2 separate regions of the Zea mays genome follow, and region 2 is linked to region 1. The links are chromatin contacts, called in public Hi-C maps. All regions are on one chromosome and are shown on one strand. The core of a region is the stretch at or near the end of the contact, and the rest is flanking DNA. Distances in the headings are between cores, read along the strand shown.

What was found. Hi-C and Micro-C count contacts between places; a contact is called where the count stands out from the background.
Region 2: a contact with region 1 is called in a Hi-C map of ear, with 2.8 times the contacts expected there. The contact joins the promoter of LOC103628870 here to the promoter of LOC103627771 in region 1. A contact is called at or near these places in 3 of 25 Hi-C or Micro-C datasets (ear, leaf and tassel).

What each region holds. Positions count from the first base shown.
Region 1 is chr5:217,483,767-217,489,262 of Zm-B73-REFERENCE-NAM-5.0, forward strand. It overlaps LOC103627771 (protein CURVATURE THYLAKOID 1D, chloroplastic), which reads left to right and starts at 1,796. Exons shown (of 5, transcript NM_001156482.2): 1 at 1,796-2,045; 2 at 2,116-2,345. The coding sequence starts at 1,916.
Region 2 is chr5:218,038,145-218,043,916 of Zm-B73-REFERENCE-NAM-5.0, forward strand. It overlaps LOC103628870 (presequence protease 1, chloroplastic/mitochondrial), which reads left to right and starts at 4,306. Exons shown (of 19, transcript XM_020538705.1): 1 at 4,306-4,914; 2 at 5,305-5,485; 3 at 5,670-5,772. The coding sequence starts at 4,623.

The DNA of each region.
Region 1 (5,496 bases), core at 546-3,045:
AGGAGGTCTTAGGTGAGCTGAACAACATGATGGATGAGCAGTTAAATATTTGGGTGACTAGATGAACGATGAATAGTAGGATGAAGGGTTCGATGAACGATGAATAGTGAGTATGAACGATCCGATGAACGGTGAATAGTCCGTACGAATGACAAACGATGAATAATTCGTATGAACGAACGATAAACGATGAATAGGGATTATGAATGAACGGACGAATGGTCGAACGATTGGACGAATGAACGATCAGAATTTCGGAAGCATGACGACTGAACAATAATTATTTGGTCGAACGAAAAAACCATAATCAATCGGACAAACGATCGAACAAACTAAAAACATTTGGACAAACGATCGAATTAACAAACGAACGATCCTTGTGCTTGTGTGGGAGTGAGTGAACGATCCTTGTGTTTGTGTTGTGCTTGTGTGGGAGTGAGTGGGAGTGAGTTGTCATGAAATGGCTTGGGATGGCATGAGGGAGACCCTTGCCCCTCTATTTATATGCAAGGTGGGGGATTAGGGGAGGAGGCGAGGATTAGTTGGAGGAAGCGAGGATTAGTGGGAGATAAGTATGTATTAGCCGTGGATAAGTAAAATTAGATTGTAGAGCTTATTGTATGACATCGGAGGCATATATATGTATGAGCAAATGGAAAATTATTAAGAAAATATTTGTAAGGATTTTAAAAATGATTCTGATGATATTTTTAGTAGAAAAATATTTGGAGAAATATCAGTGGAATATTATGCAATATTTCTGAAAAGAGTTTGAGGAGATGTCTGGAAAAATATTTGTAGAATATTTTGAGGAGAATTTTGGAGGGAAAATAGATCACTATATTTTCTTTGTTGAGATCAACTCGTAAACAAAAATTTTAAAACAAAATTTAAAATTTATTTTGAATTTAGAGCGAGTTGGAGAAATTTTCTAGATTTGAATTTTCAGAGTGCTACAATAGCCCCTTGGATTCTTCATGTATCAATCTACCTCCATGGTTTTGATAGATTTTTTTATAGAATGTTATGCCATTCTATGGGGCTTAAAAATTCATTAAGTATTTACCTATTTTTTTAAAAAAAAAGGACAAATCCACTTTTTAAATCAATTCAAACCAAGACAAGAAAATAATTCAAGCGTTTTAAGGATTTAGGAGGTCAGTTTGGTGTTTGAAAAGGAAACATCGACTTCGATAATAGTTCAAGTAGCTAGAATGAATGCTAGTTCACAATCTTTGATGACCGAAGACGTTTAAATACGATCTAGGCGTTGTTCAGGAATAGACCAGGAATCAATCCAGCTGATCAAAATTTATATAAATTAGAGAAACAAACTGGCTAGAAATTGTTGCAGGCTTCTATTCCGGAACAATCGAACGGCCTCTAAAGAAAACAAATTCATGGCGTGCAACTGAACAGATGGTCAAACTTTTTTCTGCCTATATGGAGTTATGGTTGCTACAGTGGACAAGCACCGACGAAAGAAAAAATTAAAAAAAAGGAGATTCTTTCCACAGACATGACGGCCCCCCGGGAACAGGAGAGAAGCAAAAGCGAAAGCACGGAAGCACCACGCCACCACCTGTCGTCCAACCACCAATGCACAAGAATCGGCTCGGCCCCAGACAGCAGAGACCCAAACGCACAGCCAGGCAAGGGAGCCGTGAGTCGTCGGAACTCGGACGTCAGTACGTCACACAAACTGCCGAGCCGTTGTGGGGCGAGCAGGAAACGGACTGCAGGAGCAGGACTGCAGGAGCACCAGGAGCCTTGGAGGTGCACTCCACCAGTAGGAGTACTTCCTCAAGTCCTCATCCCCCATTCCTCCTCGCGGCTCATAGAAACCTCAAAACCCAACCAGGACAGCGTCCACAGAAAGAAGAAAGAGCACAGAGAGTGGAGTAGTGGACAGACCATGGAGCTCTGCGTCTCTACACCCCCATCCTCCGTCCGCGCCACCGCCGCGCCCATATCCTTCGCCCCGCCCCGACGTGGCGCGTCTGCCTCCACCGCCGTTCCGCCCCACCGCCGCATCCCAACTCGAGGTACGGCATACCCAGCCCTCACTCTGTACCTCACGCGCTGTCTCGCTTGCTCTGACAGTTTCCGTTTCAGTCTGGCGCTGCGCCAGCGCGGCCGTGCCTGGCCCGGTGCCCTCCGAAGAGCCGGCATCCGCCTCCTACGCCGTCGTCGTCACGGACAAGCCCGATACGCCTGCCGACGACAAGGCCGAGGAGGTTAGCGCCGCGCCTAGTGGCTCCGCGGAGGCGCCTATGGCAGAGCTGGTGCCGTCAGAGGCGTCATCATCCCCAGATGATGGCGGCCTGGATGAGATTCTAAGCAAGGTATCGCCGCCGTGCTGCGGACACGTTACCTGCTTTGCTGTTCAGGGTCCCAGGTCCCAGCGGCTTTATTTTGCCTTTCGATTCCGATGCGGTGCCACCTTTGAATGCTACAGTGATTAAATCCCTTACTATGCAGTTTTGAATGCTGAATAGATTAAATCTCTTCCTATTCAAAATTATATAGGAAGGAATTTAATCCCCTCAATTCCCTCCGATCTAGATACAACCGAACATAAGCGCTTGTTCGTTTTGTGGTGGTTTCAATGGGATTTGAGGGGATTTAATCCCTCCCATTCAAAAATTTGTATAGGAGGAAATTTAATTTCCTCAATTCACCCCTAACCAAACGAGCCTTATGTAGAATTAAACCGAACTGGGATGCTTTTTTTCCTATCCTATATCTTAAATGAGTCCTACAGAAAACCAATAAGCTCAATTTGACAATATAACTACATCTGGGCAAAACAGAAACTGCTGTCCTTGGCTCATTGCTATAATAGACTAATATAGTGAGAGTGCAGTAACTTTTTTCTGTTAGGCAGTCCATACAAAATAAAGAGGATCACCTATGAAAATATAACATCCACGAATGCTGTTTTGATTGGCCCAGTTAATTGCATTATCACCTACATCGTTGTCAGGGCTGTATCGGATAATTTTGAGGCTTATGGTGCGTGAAACAGAAATTTGGGCCCAATTAGGGCATGTTCGTTTTAATCTCCATCTATGTGGATCGGAGGAGATTGAGTGGATTTAAATCTGTTGCAAGTCAAAATTCATCTCAATCCCCTCCAATTCCATATGAATGGGAATAACCGAACAACGTTTTACAGGTTGAGAAAAAAATGGATCCTATTCTCTTATCATTATGCCTTGCCAAAAACAAATATTGGGACTCTCGCAAGATTGACTACCATGATACACTAGTGTTTACCTAAAATGTGCTATCCTTCTGCAATGAGATGTGAGTTAATTTAAAAAAACTCATTAGTTATGGTGATTGTTGATTGAAAGATTAAAGTGAGTGAGAGAGATGCCTCCTTGTGACTCTATGGTGGGTATCAATTGGAGGTAGGGATAATGCATGAGCCTTAGGAGTTGATTGGCCGGGGCACGGAAATTTTATTGCTAATTTATTTGTTATCCATCTAATTTGTTGATTAGTACTAATACAACGTATAGTAGTTGGAAAAATTGGGGTCCTGGGATTTTGGAGGGCCCAAGTAAATGCACACCATGTACATGATTGCAGTACGAGACTGTTTCGTGATGCATATAGTACATCTCACTATCATGTATTGTTTTTGTCGGTGTTTTGACTCGAGGATCCTACCGTCTAGTGAATTAGTGTTACGTGCTCTGGTCCAGATGGGTGATGCAAGGAGACACAAGTCTTTATCCTGGTTCTGACAAGAGAAGACCTTACTTTCAGCAGAGGAGAGATGAGACTTATATTACTTGCTCCTAAGTGCTTGCAGTAGGAAATACAAGCTTATCGGGAGAGGGAAAGGATCCCAAGTCCATGGGGTTGATTGAGGCAAGTACCAATATTCGCGTGGAGGTGGAAAGCATGAAGTCTTCCTCCTCCGCCTGAAGCCCTAGGCTCCTCTATTTATAGCTCAAGGAGGGTGACCAGGAGCGTCCGAGTCCCTGTAGCCAGCATGGCCATTGTCATGGTCCTCGTACTTGCTGTTGACTTGAGCCGGGAAGGGGATGTCTAGTTCCTGTATTTGCATCTTTGACCGAGCAGAGAGCCGAGGCCAAGGTCTGGGCCTCTGGGGCTCGGACATGTACCCGAACTTGTCCGATGGAGGAGCTGTCTGAGTCGTAGTGGTTGGAGCAGTGGTAAGTATGGTAAAAAGCTTTTAGCAATAACGTAGAGTATCCGACGTCAGCTCTTCAGCTTCTGGTGACGTCGGGCGTCGTTTTGTCGATATTATCAAGGCCGAAGCCATGCTTGGACGAGGTGGAAGTCTTCTCGAGGCCATGGCTGGAACAGTTGAAGGAGTGGCCTTCTGCGGGATTCGCGGGGGACAGTTGGCCGAGGCCGAGCTCGAGCGAGACGGAGTTTGCTCCGAGGCCGGGGCCGGCTTCGGGTGAGGCGTAGTTTCCTTCCGAGGTCCAGACCATGCTTTGCCGTACGCGCTTCCCATCCGAAGTTGTTTGAATTCTGCAGACGTCGTGGGGGAGCAGTAGTCGTTATTCCCGGGCATGCGTCATCGTAGTTGGTGAAAGTGGACGGCACCGCGGTCCTGTCGCTCCTATTTGACTGCGGTGTCACATGGGGTAGGTATCCGCATTGAATGCCCATGTCTCCGCGGTTCCCGCGACCTTTGACCGAGGTCGGGCTCGGGGTTGTCCTTCTGCCCGAGACAGGCTCGGGCGAGGCAGAAACAGCTGTTCCGCGGAGAGGGTACCTCGGACGGGACGAGGATTTTCTTGAGTGCTACCCTCGCCCGAGGGCAGGTTCGGACTAGGCAGAGTATTGAGCGACCGCCGAGTTGGGTCCCGGGCGAATCGTGGCTCATGCCTTCTTGACCTCGGGGAATGTGTCCCACGGTAGCTTAGGGGTTAAGCGTGTTTAGGGGTGTAATCCAGGTACCCCTAATTACGATACTCGACAGTTTTATATCACCATGACACCATCTTACCTGTAGAGCTTGTGAATCAATAAGCTGAGTGATTAGGGGTGAAAACGGGTCGGGTATACCCGTCGGGTACCGGATACGGGTAGTACAAATACCCGTTTTTTCGGATACGGATTCACGTATTTTTATATTCGTGACGTATACGGGTAATACCCGGACACTGTAGCTTCGGATTCGGGTCGGATACGAAACGAGGACTACCCGGTAAATACCCTGATATTCGGGTCGGATACGGGTACCCCGGAATTCGGGTACCCGTTTTTTCTTTTTCTGCATAATAATATAGTTATAAAATCATAACTTTTACATATGAAATTGGATGAAGATAAAGTTTATATGAAAATTGTAGAGCTCGAAGAGATCTATAACTTTGTAGTACATCAATTTTTATTTAAACATATATTTAGGCCAAAATCATTAAAATTATCTCCAAATTTATATCAAATTAATATACTGGGCTTAAGGTTATCTCCACGTGGTAACTTAAGGTTATCTTTGTATAG
Region 2 (5,772 bases), core at 3,056-5,555, 560 kb after region 1:
CCGGTGGTGCACCGGACACTGTCCGGTGGCACACCGGACAGTCCGGTGTGCCAGACCAGAGGTGCCTTCGGTTGCTCCTTTGCATTTTTGTTGAACCCAACACTTGGTCTTTTTATTGGCTAAGTGTGAACCTTTGACACCTGTATAACTTATACACTAGAGCAAACTAGTTAGTCCAAAGATTTGTGTTGGGCAATTCAACCACCAAAATTATTTAGGAACTAGGTGTAAGCCTAATTCCCTTTCAGTGTGCAAGGTTCCAAGCCGACCCTAAAGAAGTTCATCTTAGGGACGTGAAGCGAATCATGAGATATTTAGTTCATACACCTAAGTTTGGGCTTTGGTACCCCAGGGGATCCACCTTTGATTTAATAGGATATTCCGATGCTGACTGGGCAGGGTGTAAAATTGATAGGAAGAGCACATCAGGGACTTGTCAGTTTCTAGGGAGATCCCTGGTGTCTTTGGCTTCAAAGAAATAAAATTCAGTAGCTCTTTCTACCGCCAAAGCCGAGTACATTGTTGTAGGCCATTGTTGCGCGCAATTGCATTGGATGAGGCAAACCCTCAGGGACTATGGCTACAAATTGAGCAAAGTCCCTCTTCTATGTGACAATGAGAGTGCTATCCGCATTGCGGAGAATCCCATTGAACACAGCCGCACTAAGCACATAGACATTCGACATCACTTTTTGAGGGATCACCAACAAAGGGGGGATATCGAGATAGCCTATATTAGCACCAAAGAACAATTAACCGATATCTTTACCAAACCATTAGATGAGAAAACCTTTACCAAACTTAAGAATGAGCTAAATATTCTTGATTCTCGGAACTTTGATTGACACCTTGCACACATAGCTCATCTACATACCTTTGATCTTGTCTCTTTCATTTGCTACGACTAATGTGTTTCCAAGTGTATTTTATGCTAAGTCATAGTTTGAAAGGGAAATGGAGTACTCGACGAAGACAAGGCTTCCACTCCACTATATCGCTATTATTTACCCTTCGCCGTCACTCCACACCACTCTCCACATTGGTATAATCTTTCACTCATATATTGTTTGCCAAAGGGGGAGAGAATTTAAAAGGGCTCTCAAACGTCTCCGTTTTTGGCGATTAATGCCAAAGGGGAGAGAATAATAGCCCAAAGCAAAAGGATCGTACCACCACCAATTTCAAAATTTTCAAATAAAGTTTTCATTTGGTATCTTGTTAATATCTTTCAAAATTGGTATTCCCTAGAATTTATATCTCGATTGGTATCTATAAAGAAGGAATTTTCAATTGGTATCTAAATCTTTTTCATATTGGTAAAACCCTCTTGAACACTAAGAGGAGAATTTCAACCAGGGGGAGTTTTGTAAGTCAAAGGAAGAGAAATTTCAAAATCTTGAAAATACTTATCGAAATCTTATTCATTTACCTTTGACTATTTGCAAAAAGGGTTTGAAAAGATTTTCCAAAAGAATTTGCAAAAACAAAACAAGTGGTGCAAATGTGGTCCAAAATGTTAAAAGAAAGAAAGCAATCCATGCATATCTAGTGAAAATATAAATTGGTTTAATTCCAAGCAACCTTTGCACTTACCTTATGCAAACTAGTTCAATTCTGTACTTATAAATTTGCTTTGGTTTGTGTTGGCATCAATCACCAAAAAGGGGGAGATTGAAAGGGAAATAGGATCAAACCTTTTCCTAAATGATTTTGGTGGTTGAATTGCCCAACACAAATAATTGAACTAACTAGTTTGCTCTAGATATATGTTCTACAGGTGCCAAAGGTTCAACACAAACCAATAAAAAGAACAAGTTAGGGTTCAAAAGAAAGGAGCAAAAGAAAACCGAAGTGTGCCCTAGTCTCGCGCACCGGACAGTGTCCGGTGCACCAGGGACCGTACACTCTGAACTCCTTAGCTTCAGGTTTCTCTAAGGCCGCTCCGCTATAATTCATCGGACTGTCCGGTGCGCCAAGCGGAGCAACGGCTACTGTGCCAACAGTCATCTGCAAAAGGGAACAGTGCGTGGACAGTTCACGCAGAGTCAGAGCAGCGCCAGAAGGCGCACCGAACAATGAACAGTGCCTGTCCGGTGCGGCACCGGACTGTCCGGTGCCCCATGAAGACAGAGCTCCAACGGTCGAAACCGTCAGAACCCTAACGGTTGGGTGACGTGGCTGGCGCACCGGACAGTGTCCGGTGGCGCACCGGACTGTCCGATGAGCCCATTGACAGACAGCCTCCCCAACGGTTGGTTTGGTGGTTGGGGCTATAAATACCCCCCAACCACCAGCACTTCAAGACATCCAAGTTTTCAGACATCTCATTCAATACAAGAGCTAGTGCAATCAATACAAGACACAATTTAAAAGAATCAAAACCTCTCCAAGTCTCAAATCCACTCCAAACAAATAGTGACTAGAGAGAGAGTTTTGCTCGTGTTCTTTGAGCTCTTGTTCTTGGATCGCTTTCTTCTTCCTCCATTCTTGTTCTCAAGACATTTGTAATCAAAGCAAGAGACACCAAGTTGTGGTGGTCCTTGTAGGGGTCTAAGTGACCCATTTGATTGAGAAGAAATATCACTCGGTCTAGGTGACCGTTTGAGAGAGGGAAAGGGTTGAAAGAGACCCGGTCTTTGTGACCACCTCAACGAGGACTAGGTTTGCAAGAACCGAACCTCGGTAAAACAAATCACCGTGTCACTCTCTTCATTTGCTTGTGATTTATTTTCGCCCTCTCTTTCGGGCTCACATTTATTTCTAACGCTAACCCCGGCTTGTAGTTATGTTTAAAGTTGTAAATTTCAGTTTCTGCCTATTCATCCCCTCTCTAGGCGACTTTCAGAATGGTTGCTGTCTTTTGCTTTCTTTACCTCAGAGAATCTCTAACAAGGTAACTCAAAATAATACCTTAAAAATTTAAATACTATATATTTAAATTGTTTAAAACATCTAGAAAAATATACTCCAATAATTAAGTCATAAAACATATATTTTAGGAAGTAAATTATATTATTATAAAGAAAATGATGAGAATTATGTAGAGAATAAGGATATGACACTAGTTTAGGGTTGTCGGTGTTTCGTATCTCGCTCCGACAAGTAAATTTATTGTGCGTTTTCCAGGCTTCGAAGGACATAAGCGAAGGGTGCACAATTTATACTGGTTTGGGCAGAACGTCCCTACATCCAATTATCAACGCCTTGCGCTACTGATACAATTGATGACCAAACTTGTAGTAGGGGTTACAAGCAGTCGATAGAGTGAGGAGAGGCTCCCAGATCTCTTATCGGGGTGAAAGTAAAGCTTAGAAGCTGTAAGGTGGAGTCATATATAAGTCCTCGCTTGGCAGGGGCTCTAGCCTTCTAGTCCTCGTCGACGCTCCTCCTGCTCGTTCTTGTGGGCTCATCACCGTATGCTGATCTCTCCGTCCCTCCTCCTGCCTAGAGGTCAGCCTCTCACTTTTATAGATCGGGGATAGGGGTTGGTCAGCTATGGCTTTCCCGTGAAGGAGCCATAAGGGAACGATAAAATCAGTGTTTTACTCCGGATGAGTCCATGCGTACTCGCAGGTCCTGAGGCTGCCTGGTTGCCACGAATTTATCACAGGGGCGGTGATGGTCTCAGGCGCCATCATTTCGTCTATGTTGACCCTTGGCTTCCGTAGCTTGGGACTCGACACAGTCCGTCGTGTAGTACCTTGCGGGAGGTTTGTGCACTCAGGCCTAGTTCGATAGGCATAAGTGCGGCACAGTACGAGGGGTGCGTGGGCTATTAATACGTCGCAGTCCAGGGGCATGTAGGTCATAAGTGCTATGCGGTCCGAGAGGTACGTAGGTCATGAGTGGAAAGTGGATCGACGCCCACGCCGTGGGGAGGTGTCAGGCGTGGTTAATGTGGTCAGTCATTATGGCGGGTCAATTCAGGGTCGGACGCGGGACCCACTCAAGTGGTTCCCTCCTGACATGCCCGTTCTCTCTTGTCAGGCTCCACCAAACCCGGCCACAGACTCGTTGCCACATGGTTCAATTAGGGCGGGTTCTTCTAGGGCGCACCTATCTCTTCGGACTAATTAACGCGCCCCGCGACTAGGAGCCCTTTCGTTAGCGCGTTCAGTGACCATCAAATATTTATCGTGTTTTAATATAAAAATAAATTAGGAAATGATAGATATTTAAGAATAGAGGTAGGTAGTATTTGGAATTCTATATGAGCCTTGTATTATGTGGAAAAGGGTAGAATTCAAAACACCCAAGACAAACTTGCAAAACTCTGTATGTCCCTCCAATGTCCACGGTGAAGACACGTCTAAACGACGCCAAATTTCGCGAACACTTTGCGTGTACCACAATCCACGCCAACTCACCATCAGCCACACGAAATTCCATTGAACAATCCCAGCCATAAAAAAGAGCTAGACAAAAATCGAAGATTTTTCACCTCTCCTCAGTCCACCTCATCTTGTTTAAGCCCAAGCAAAACCTCGCCATAGTGCGGACGGAGAGCCCAGGAACTGAAAGCCTAATCGCAATCCCACTCGCAGCAACGACCTACGCCGCCCCTAACTCCAATCCAGAACCCCAGAGTCCAGAGGCAGACCGGCAAGCTGGACACCTGCGGCATGGAGCGGGTGGCGCTGCTCCGCACCTCAGGCCGCCGCCTCCTACACCGCTGCCGCAGGGGCAGGCCCGTCGTCGTGCCCGCTGCCGCGGCCTCATCCTTGGCACGCCGGGCGTCCTCGTTCTCACTCCCGGCGCGCGGCTACTCGGCTCTGCCCCGCGGCGGCGCGCGATTCCTGGTCGCTGCGGCGCCGCTGCACTGCTCCGGCCGGTACTGGCCGGCCGCTGCGCCCCAGCTCGCGCGGAGGCTGTCCGCCTCCGCTGTATCTACCTCGCCCTCTCCCGTGCCCTATGGTGAGAACAGAACTGCTTCTGCTTGAACCTATCTGTAGCGGAAATGGTTGTGAAGTGTGCTATTTTACTTGCAATTGCGGAAGCAAATGGACGCAATGTGTTGAATCACTTCGAACTGCATAGCTGGTTTGGAATGAAAATGATGGTTAGTCTATGGTGGGGTTTCCTTTTGTGTACTGTTTTAGGTCTCATGATTGATATTTTTTCGCTCATAAATCACACAATTTCTCTGTGATTTTTGCTCAAAGTGTTGACATGAGGCTGCTGGAGCTGATAATAATATGCTATTTGAAAAGCAACCATCATTCAAACCGCATCCTTTTGCTATTTGAAAAAAATCAAGGTCATATGCTTATCAAATGTGTGACCTCTTTCTTCTGACATAATCAGATACAGATGACGTACATGAGTATGCCACAAAGCTCGGATTTGAAAAGGTCTCTGAACAGACTATAGATGAGTGCAAATCAATTGCTGTTCTTTACAAGCACAAGAAGACGGGTGCTGAAGTAATGTCTGTGTCAAATGATGATGAGAATAAAGTTTTTGGCATTGTTTTCCGTACCCCTCCGTAAGTGCAGTTAATCCTTGTTTCTTTGTTTTGTCTATGGTAAATCAGTATTCCGATCTCCATTAGACGTAGGATTTGCTGTACAAAAAATGAGCTGGGCAGCCCTAGGCACATATAGTGAAAGAATGAATCATTGCATGTAAGCTTATTTTCGTGTTGTAAAGAAGATTTTGTTTATTACCAGGAAAAATTCAACTGGCATACCCCACATCCTTGAACATAGTGTTCTCTGCGGATCAAGAAAATATCCTTTAAAAGAACCGTTTGTGGAGCTCCTAAAGGGTAGT